2 separate regions of the Pan troglodytes genome follow, and region 2 is linked to region 1. Evidence: chromatin contacts called from public capture Hi-C data. All regions are on one chromosome and are shown on one strand. The core of a region is the stretch at or near the end of the contact, and the rest is flanking DNA. Distances in the headings are between cores, read along the strand shown.

Region 1 (4,214 bases), core at 510-3,009:
CTGCCCTTACCCATCTGGAGCTGTGCAGCAGCGTGCCTTTGGGGATATGCAGGGCACGGAAGGGCTCTAGCTGAGACTGAACCAAAAGGAGCCGGGGAGCAACAGGGCCTCAGTGGCTGGAGGTGGAGGCGCCCCTGCTTTGGGCTCCTGGTTCCCCCAGCAGCAGGTGCAGGAAGGCATGGGCCTCCTAGGGCGACTGTGGAATGATGGGCACCATGACTGGAGTTTTACTGCTTTTTGTAAGCTAGGGGAGAACCCAAGGCTTTTGTCCATGGCAGAAAGACAGCATGGTAGGCTGGTGGCTCCCAAAGCCCTAAGCCAGCTTTAGAGGCACAGGCAAGAAAGGGGATGCCCGTCTAGCCTTCTGTTCCCTCCCAACTTGCATCCCACCCTTGCTCATGGCCCAAGCTGCGTGGCCAGGGGGACAGCTCAGAGGCCAGGTTCACTGCCAGGGTCCCTCTAGGGAGGCACCAGAAATGGTATGGGAGGGGACACAGGGTTGAGGGTGGGGCAGGTGGAGGAATGGGGAAGCCCGTCAATTCTCCCAGATGGCTGAGGACCAGGGGCTTTTCCACAGACAATAGGGGCCACTTCTGCCTCAGTTTCTACCTCATGACCCAATGAAAACATGCAGTTTCCTGAAAGCTTCCACGTTTCACTCTAGACATGAGGAGGAGCTCTAGACACTAAGGGGACCTTGTGGGAAATGCCAGGTGGGGCGGGGACCCACGGCTGATACTCCTGAGGCGAGATTTCCGCCGGCCGAGGGGGTGCTAAAGTGAGCTGGTCTCAACACACTGCTGTCACCTCTGGGTTGGGGGCGGCCCACCCTGCCCCCACTCCCTGCCCAAGCCACTGTGTGCTGAGTCACTGGGAATACTCACTTCTCCATGACTAATGGCAGCCGGGCGGGCGAGGGGGAGGCTGGGGCCCAAGAGGCAGTCAACAGCCCCCAGCAATGCTGCCTGGTTAAAGGGCATCCCTGGCCTCCCATCTGCTCCAACCTGGACATGCGGGAGCCTGGCACCCTGTGGCTTCCTCCTGTGAGCAACAGGAGGGAGGGTGCAGGGCAGCACCCAGGTGACAGTGAGGAAGAGGCAGGCCCAGGTCTCCCGTGAACCCAATGGGGCGGCTGGAGGGAGCCCTCGCTGCAGGAGCAAGTGTCAGGAGAAGTCCCCACCTCCTCCTGCAGGAGGCTCTAGGTCTCACTGCCCCCTAAGTATGGCACAGGACCAAGTACGTGGGTCACTGACAAGGCCCCACCCCGGCATGAACCCTGCTCAGGTGTCCTGACTGGGGCAGGTGGCCACCCTGACTTTGGCCCGGCAGGGTGGGTGTGCACTGGCCAGACTTCACGGCTGCGACTACGGGCCTGCAGGAAATGGCCACTGGAGGGCGCCAGACGCCCAGCCACGCTCAGACCACCCGGGCCAGGAGGGGCAGAGCCACAGGGACCTGGCAGGGTGCCACGGGTGTTGGGGTACTAAGGCTGTTGCTGAGCGCAAGCCATCAGCAGGGTCCTGTGTGGAAGGGACCCGCTTCTGGCATGGGTGCCCACCCTTTTCTATTTTGCCAGTTGGGGGGAACAATCCTTCCTAAAGGCTTGAAGATGGAGGAGGGTGAGGAGCATGCCACTCCGTGTCCTCCCGTCCCCGAGTGGAAGGAGACGCTGGGGCCTGGCCCGTGTCTGACCCCCAGTGGCGCCCCCATGCCTCCAGGCCTGCCTTTCCACCCCAGGGCCCTAGGAGCAGCCCTGACTGTGGCTCTCCCCAGGGCTCTGGAGCCCCCTTCCTTAGTGGTTCCAAGGCAGGACTCCCGCCGTTTCCTGCTAAAAAGACTGGCTCACAGTAGGCAGGGGAGGGGAGCTGAGTCCTCAGAAAAGGCCTCCATTCTCCAGATCCCTTTCTTCTCGGCACCACCCTGGGCCAAGAAACTGCCCACTTGAGGGTGCGGGGCAGAGGAGCTACTTATGGTGAAATGTAGAGAGATCCATGGGGGAACTGCTGGACAAAAAGGGAACCTCGGCCATTCCTGGTCTGGGATTTACCAGAGAGCAATGTGAGGACTCTAACAGCAGACAGGGTCCCCAAGTCGCTGAGCCTGGGACTCTGGTAATGGAATGAATTCCTTCAGGGCTTTGCCTGGGGTGGGTGCCCTGTCTTTACGGAGAATGGCTAAGCCACCCTTCCAGTGTGGGTGACAGGGAGTGGCATGAGCTGTGTATACCAAGCCCAGGGGAAGAGCACCTGGCGGCCTCACCTGAGCTCGGATGAGGGACTCGAAGCTGGGCTGGAAGTAGTCGAGGCGGCTGCCGTAGAAGCGCGGCATCTCCTCCAGCAGCTGCCTGTTCTTGGCTTCAAAGTCCTCCCGTACAGGCCGCAGCTCCTCTCGTGCCTAGGGAACAAGACCTGGGTGTCGAAACTCTCTCACTGCTGGGTGCCGGATACGGGATGGGTGGGGTGGGGACGTCTGGTGTCTTGGTGCCCCCAGGTGAGGGGAGGGACTTACCACAGGTGACCACGATGGCCCACCTGTCTAGCCCCTGCCCGCCTGTCTCCCCTGGTACCTGGTGGAGCTTGGCCAGCACTGGCCCCGTCTTCTCCTTTTCCTCATACTTCTCCACCTTGGCCTGCAGCCTCCTGTAGTCCTGCAAGGCCTGTTCCCGCCTCTTCACCGCCATGTTGAGGCTCGGGAAGACACTGCCGAACCTGTGGGACAAGCTGGCTGGAGATGGGCCCGTTCTTGAAGGGGTGGCCTGGCTGGAGATGGGTCTGCTCTTGGAGGGGTGGCCTGGCTGGAGATGGGTCCGCTCTTGGAGGGGCGTCCTGGCCAGCACTCACTTGTCCAAAAATGTGCCCTGAGCACCTACCAAGCGCCAGACCCTGCTCTAGGTCTTGGGGAGTTCACCGTGAACAAGACAGATGAGGCCTTGTCCCCTGGAGCTTGTGCGAACGTGGACAATGTCATGGGGTGAGGGCAGATGAGAGGAGGTGGGGTTGTGGGCCAGGTCCAGGGAGCTGGGTGGCACAGGGTGGCCCAGGAATGAAGGGTGCCCTGACCCCCACCTCCTGTGAGCTTTATCACACAACGGACTAGGGGATGGTGGGGAAGGTGCCTTGAAGTCATCTGGCCACCTCACTTTTAAAAAGGAGGGAAACTGAGGACAGAGATGACCTATGACTCATCCAAAGTCACGATGAGGCAGAGAAGGTCTAGAAGAGAACATAGGTGTCCACATTCTCTGTCTGGCACCCTTTCCAGCCCTCACAGTGCCACTGGCAGGTGGCAGAACTGAAATCTGAACTCACCCCTGCCCCAGGGCACCTTCTCCTTCAAGGGCTCCTTGGCAACATGAAAGCAGCAGAAATCCTCTGGCTCTGCCATTGGAACGGCCAAAGTTCCAACCAGCTGCTTCAGGAAAATGCCCTGAGGACCTCCTACTACCCCACTGTGACTAGAAGGGACCGCGTGGGAGACTCAGAGGAGTGGCCCTCAGAGAGAGCAGCAGTCGACGATGCAGCGCTGCAGGTCCACACCGGCCTCGTCTTTGTGGCTCATGTGGCCTCTAGTGACCAGGAGCATTGCTCTCCTGAGGCTCTCGCTGCTGCTGCTGGAGGGCTGGCCCTCGGTGCGATGGCAGGGGGCGTCTACCAGGCAAGCCAGAGTCCTGCAGTGTCCAGGATCCGGCTGTGCAGCCCAGGGAGCTCATGACTCTGTGGCCATTCGGAGGTGACCCAGGACCAGAAGAGTTGGTTCCTCCTGGACATTTTTATGAGGAACCCAGAGAGGAGGAAAGACGAGGGCAGGAAGCAGTTACTGAGACTGGGATCATAGGCACTCAGAGTTGAGAGGATGCTGGCAGACTCACTGTCAGGTTCCAGGAGCTCAGACACCACACAGAGCAGGACTCCCAGATGTGCCTCTCAAAGGACATGACCAGGAATTTGGTTTTGAGACAGAGTCTTGCTCTCTCACCCAGGCTGGAGTACAGTGGTATGATCTCTGCTCACTGCAGCCTCCACCTCCTGGGTTCCAGCAATTCTCATGCCTCAGCCTCCCGAAGAGCTAGGATTAGACGTGTGCCACTACGCCCAGCTAATTTTCATATTTTTAGTGGAGACGGGGTTTCACCATGTTAGCCAGGCTGGTCTTGAACTCCTGACCTTGAGTAATCCACCCGCCTCAGCCTCCCAAAGTGCTGGGATTACAGGCGT
Region 2 (4,214 bases), core at 1,163-3,662, 290 kb after region 1:
ATCACCTTGGAATGAGCATTTCCAGTCGACCCCTCAACCCCTCCTTCTGCTGTATTTTGACATTGCCCTTTTATTGGCTCCTTCCTGCCAGAATTTATTTATTTATTTAGAGTTGGGGTCTTGCTCCATTGCCCAGGCTGAAGTGCAGTGGCACAATCATAGCTCCTTAGCCTACTGCAGCCTTGAACTCCTGGGTTCAAGTGATTTTCCCACCTTAGCCTCCCCAGTACCTAGGACTACAGGTGTGAACTACCAGGCCTGGCTACTTTTTTTTTTTTTTTTTTTTTTTGAGACAGAGTCTTGCTCTGTTGCCCAGGCTGGAGTACAGTGGCGCGATCTAGGCTCACTGCAACCGCTGCCTCCTGGGTTCAAGTGATTCTCCTATCTCAGCCTCCCAAGTACCTGGGATTACAGGCATGTGCCACCACACCCAGCTAAGTTTTGTATTTTTAGTAGAAATGGGGTTTCACCATGTTGGCCAGGCTGATCTCCTGACTTCAAGTGATCTGCCCACCTCAGCCTCCCAAAGTACTGGGATTACAGGCATCAACCACCATGAGGCCTGGTTAACTTCATTTTTTTGTAGAGATGGGGTCTCTAACTCCTGACCTCAAGCAAATCCTCCTGTCTTGGGCTCCCGAAGTGTTGGGATTAGAGATGTGACCCACTTCGTAAATATTACTGAACACATACTGTGCCCAGTATGTGCCACTGTGCCCAGCCCCTGCCAGCATTTAAATATTCGCAGGCATCTCTTCTCCCCTGGCAAAGCGGTGGTGTGAATAGCCTACTCCATGGGATCCACTCCTCATTCACTCCTTGGTCCCCTCACACGGGTAACCAGTAGCTTGCTGGGGTAAGGCAGAGCGTGCATTTCCTGTGGCCTCACCCAACCTCTCTGGCTGGCTGCTGTTGAGCATAGCAGAGCCTACCCACAGGTAAACCTGTCTGCCTCTCAGAGTCCACCCCTGCTGGAACACTGAGGATGCAGACCCAGGTGCCCAGCCCTGCCTTCTCTTCTGGAGTCAGATGGCCGACCTGCCTCTCGGGCAGCTACCTCTGGATGCTACAGCCTCCTCAAACTCTATGGGTTTCTGTGCAGAATTCGGTGCCAATGGCTGCCATCCCTGTAAAAAACCCAGTGCTTCTCTGTGTCCCCTTCTTGGTGAAGGCACCGTTATTAGAGTTAACATATACCCCAGCTTGCCAGCGCCGTGCCTAATGACACACATTGTCCTGGCATAACTATTAACAGCACCCCCCTTTAGTCTCAAAAGGGTCCTGTCTTAGATGAGAAATTATATACTCAACCTCATTGTTACCCACTCGCCTGCTCATCACAGAAACCCGAGGGTCATCTGGACTCTCCCTCTCCCCAATATCCCCACAGCCCCCAAGCTCTATGGGTTCCCCATCCTTAACATCTTTTAAGCCCAGCCCATGGTCCATGCCATCACCTAGGTTGCAGGGTGGGCACCTTGCCTTCAATCTTACCTTTCTTCCATTCTTCCACCTGCTGCTGGAGTGACCTTCCCAAATTGCAAATCTGATCACATTTACCAGCCTAAAAATCAAATGGTGACTCTCCTCCCCCAGCCACCAGCCAAACTTTAAGATAAACTCTAAACTCCACACCAGGGCCATGAAGTTCTTGGCTCCTAACCATGGATGTGCCCCTGCCCTACCCGCCCCGACCCCCGACCCCACCACAAGCCTCATCCCTCACCTCACCATCCTGGCTCCCATCTGTCCCTTGCTGGGTCCTGGCTCACTGACACCCTGTGTCCCCATGCTTGCCCACTACCTGTCTATCTCCCCAGCTATACTGCAAGCTCCGTGATAGTGTCTTTCGTCTCTGAATCAATAGCACTGACATGGTGCCTGATGCACAGTGTGTTCAGTAATATTTACGAAGTGAGTCACCGCACATCCCTAACACCAAATAGTCCGTGGCGGCTGCAGTCCCCTGAGCCAGTGGGCCTGCACTTGACCGCTTCCACATGTAGGAGAGGAGACTCCACATGTAGTCTACTGGAAGACGTCTCTGCTCCATCCATTAGGGGCTGTTCTTCTAGAATTGCTGTGGGTGTTGGGAGCCCCCTGTCCTTCCTCGGCTAATCATTTTGTGACTGCAGCAGCCTGTATTTTTCTGCTCTGTGTATACAGAGAAGGGTTGGTGGGGGCGGTGGACCTGTGAGTTCCGAGGTCTCTTATAGAGAGGAGAGTTCCAGGCCTCTAGAAAATTTGGGTTGAAACTTGTGTCTCCACCATGGGCCAATGAGGGCGAGAAGGTGCTCCCTGGGAGGCTGCGGCTAGAGGCCTGGGCTGGCATGAAATGCACTGGCCCAGGTGGATAGGGCACTCAGGGCCACCTGCTTTGTGAGGAGAAGAAATAGTGCCTGGGCCAAGCCTGATTGGAAACTCCAGGGAGAGCGGGACAGACCGAGGCAGCCTTTTGTTCCCTCCCTGTAATGCAATGCACATTCCCCACTTAAAGGCAATTTCTGCACTTCAAAAGGATTCCAGCTGGCGAAATTTAAGGTGGAGAATAAGCCCCCAGTCAAGAAGCTTCTCAGGGGCCTTTCAGTTTTCCTTGGCTTGAGAACGGGATGCATTTTTAAATGTTTGCCTCTTCATGTTTGTCAGAGCGCCAGGGGAGAAACGCTTCCTCTTACTTCCACACCTCTCTCGCTCAGCCATAGCTGGCACGGGAGCCAGCCACGTTTTCCTGTGTTACTTTGCCTTCTCATGAACCTGCCTGACTTCCTCTCTTTCTCTGCCTGCTTCCCCACCCACCCCCCAGCTCACACCCCACCCCTAGGGGGAGGAGAGAGTCCTGCTGCCCTGGGTTCACTAGGTTTAGCAGCTTTCCTTCAACAGATGCTGAAAGGGCCAACAGTTGGGCTGACACAGCTCATAGCTCACACTCCAGGAGATGCTCTCCCACATGTCATTCATTCATTCATGCATTCATGAATTCATGCATTCACCTGTTCACTCTCTCACCTAGTCACCCAGTCAGCCAGCATGGCATCTGAGGTGCTGGTGGGGCCCACGGGTGACTCAAAGAAAAACAACACATAGTCTTTCTCTCCTAACTTATAAAGTGCTTGAAGCTTTGAGAGACAGGAATGAGCAACTACAGCACAAGACACAGGGAAGTCAAAACCCAGTTTAGAGGGTAGGAACATTTTAAAAGCACAGAGAAAGAAAAGATCAGCCAGGGATGTAGGTGGAGCCCAGAGGGAGGCAGTCAGGGAAGGCTTCCTAGAGGAGGAAGCATTGTGACGGGAGCAGGGTCCAAAGACGCCAAGGATGGGGAAGTGGCCAATGCCAGAATATGGAGGTGGGAAGCTCTCTGGTGGGCACAGAGGCACTGCTGCACCCCTCTTTCCAGGGCTTTGGAGTTTGCTGGGGGCGGGGGAGGGGGGGGGTGTTCCCAGGCATGTCCACTGGCAGTCACTGCTTTGGTGGCATTGCTTCAGTCACCTTGGAAGCAATGCACCATCCCCACATAGCAGTCACCAACTCGTGCCCTTCTCCATCAGGCCCAGAAGAAATACCTTCATGCTCTTCTCTGTCCTAAACACTCAGGCTCCCCGCACCCTTTTCTTGAGGGACCCAGATAGCACTTGCTCCTCCAGCCTCACCAGTCATGCCCTCTCCCTTAAGGGAAGCTCCAACTACCACCTTCCCTAGGAAGAACTATCCTTCCTGCCCACCCCCTTCCATTCTAACCAGGGAAAGCTTCCCTTCGGCCAGCCCACCCCTGCCTGTGCCAGCGCCCCCTGGTGTCTCCCTTAGAGCCCTTGCCAGTGGCCCACTGGCCAGGCCCATGGGCTCTGGAGTTGGGCAGACCTGGCTTTGACTCTGGCTCTGGCACCTTTCAGCTCTGTACTTGGCCAGATTACTCACTTCCATAGGACCTGCCCTTGCATTTCCTACCTAACATCCTTTCACCCTTATCTGATCAATCACACCTTGACTTGCATTCAGGGCAACCATCCTCCTCTACTCTCAGTCCTTGTAGATTAAGGGGAGCTGTAGAGGGTCACTGCTAGGTTCAGGGATAGGCACAAGACCAAAGCGAGACCAATCCTGTGACTTTTAATGGATGGAAAACCCTATTTCCACTGGGGTTGACAAATTGGTCAAACACAAACCTAAGGCTGTTGGGGCCATCTTTGTCACAAGGAAAGACTCTATTTACAAAT

The links. Capture Hi-C pulls out chosen DNA fragments and counts their contacts.
Region 2: a capture Hi-C map of stem cell-derived neural stem cells shows a contact between it and region 1, with 9 times the contacts expected there. The contact joins two enhancer-like sites. A contact is called at or near these places in 4 of 7 Hi-C or Micro-C datasets (blood, induced pluripotent stem cells and stem cell-derived neural progenitor cells) and 1 of 1 other capture datasets (stem cell-derived neural stem cells).

The regions. Positions count from the first base shown.
Region 1 is chr7:30,950,637-30,954,850 of NHGRI_mPanTro3-v2.0_pri, forward strand. BIN3 (bridging integrator 3) reads right to left here. Exons shown (of 10, transcript XM_054657306.2): 8 at 2,567-2,708; 9 at 2,260-2,394. Among named protein-coding and RNA genes, the nearest start is that of CCAR2, 19 kb to the left of the region's middle. Within about 2 kb of position 1,760, at least 1 of the 24 cell types and tissues checked has an H3K27ac peak or open chromatin away from gene starts, as enhancers often do. A contact at or near this core is called in stem cell-derived neural stem cells, where this site is marked.
Region 2 is chr7:31,243,294-31,247,507 of NHGRI_mPanTro3-v2.0_pri, forward strand. The region is part of intron 3 of PEBP4 (phosphatidylethanolamine binding protein 4); the gene reads right to left. Among named protein-coding and RNA genes, the nearest start is that of PEBP4, 25 kb to the right of the region's middle. Within about 2 kb of position 2,413, at least 3 of the 24 cell types and tissues checked have an H3K27ac peak or open chromatin away from gene starts, as enhancers often do. A contact at or near this core is called in stem cell-derived neural stem cells, where this site is marked.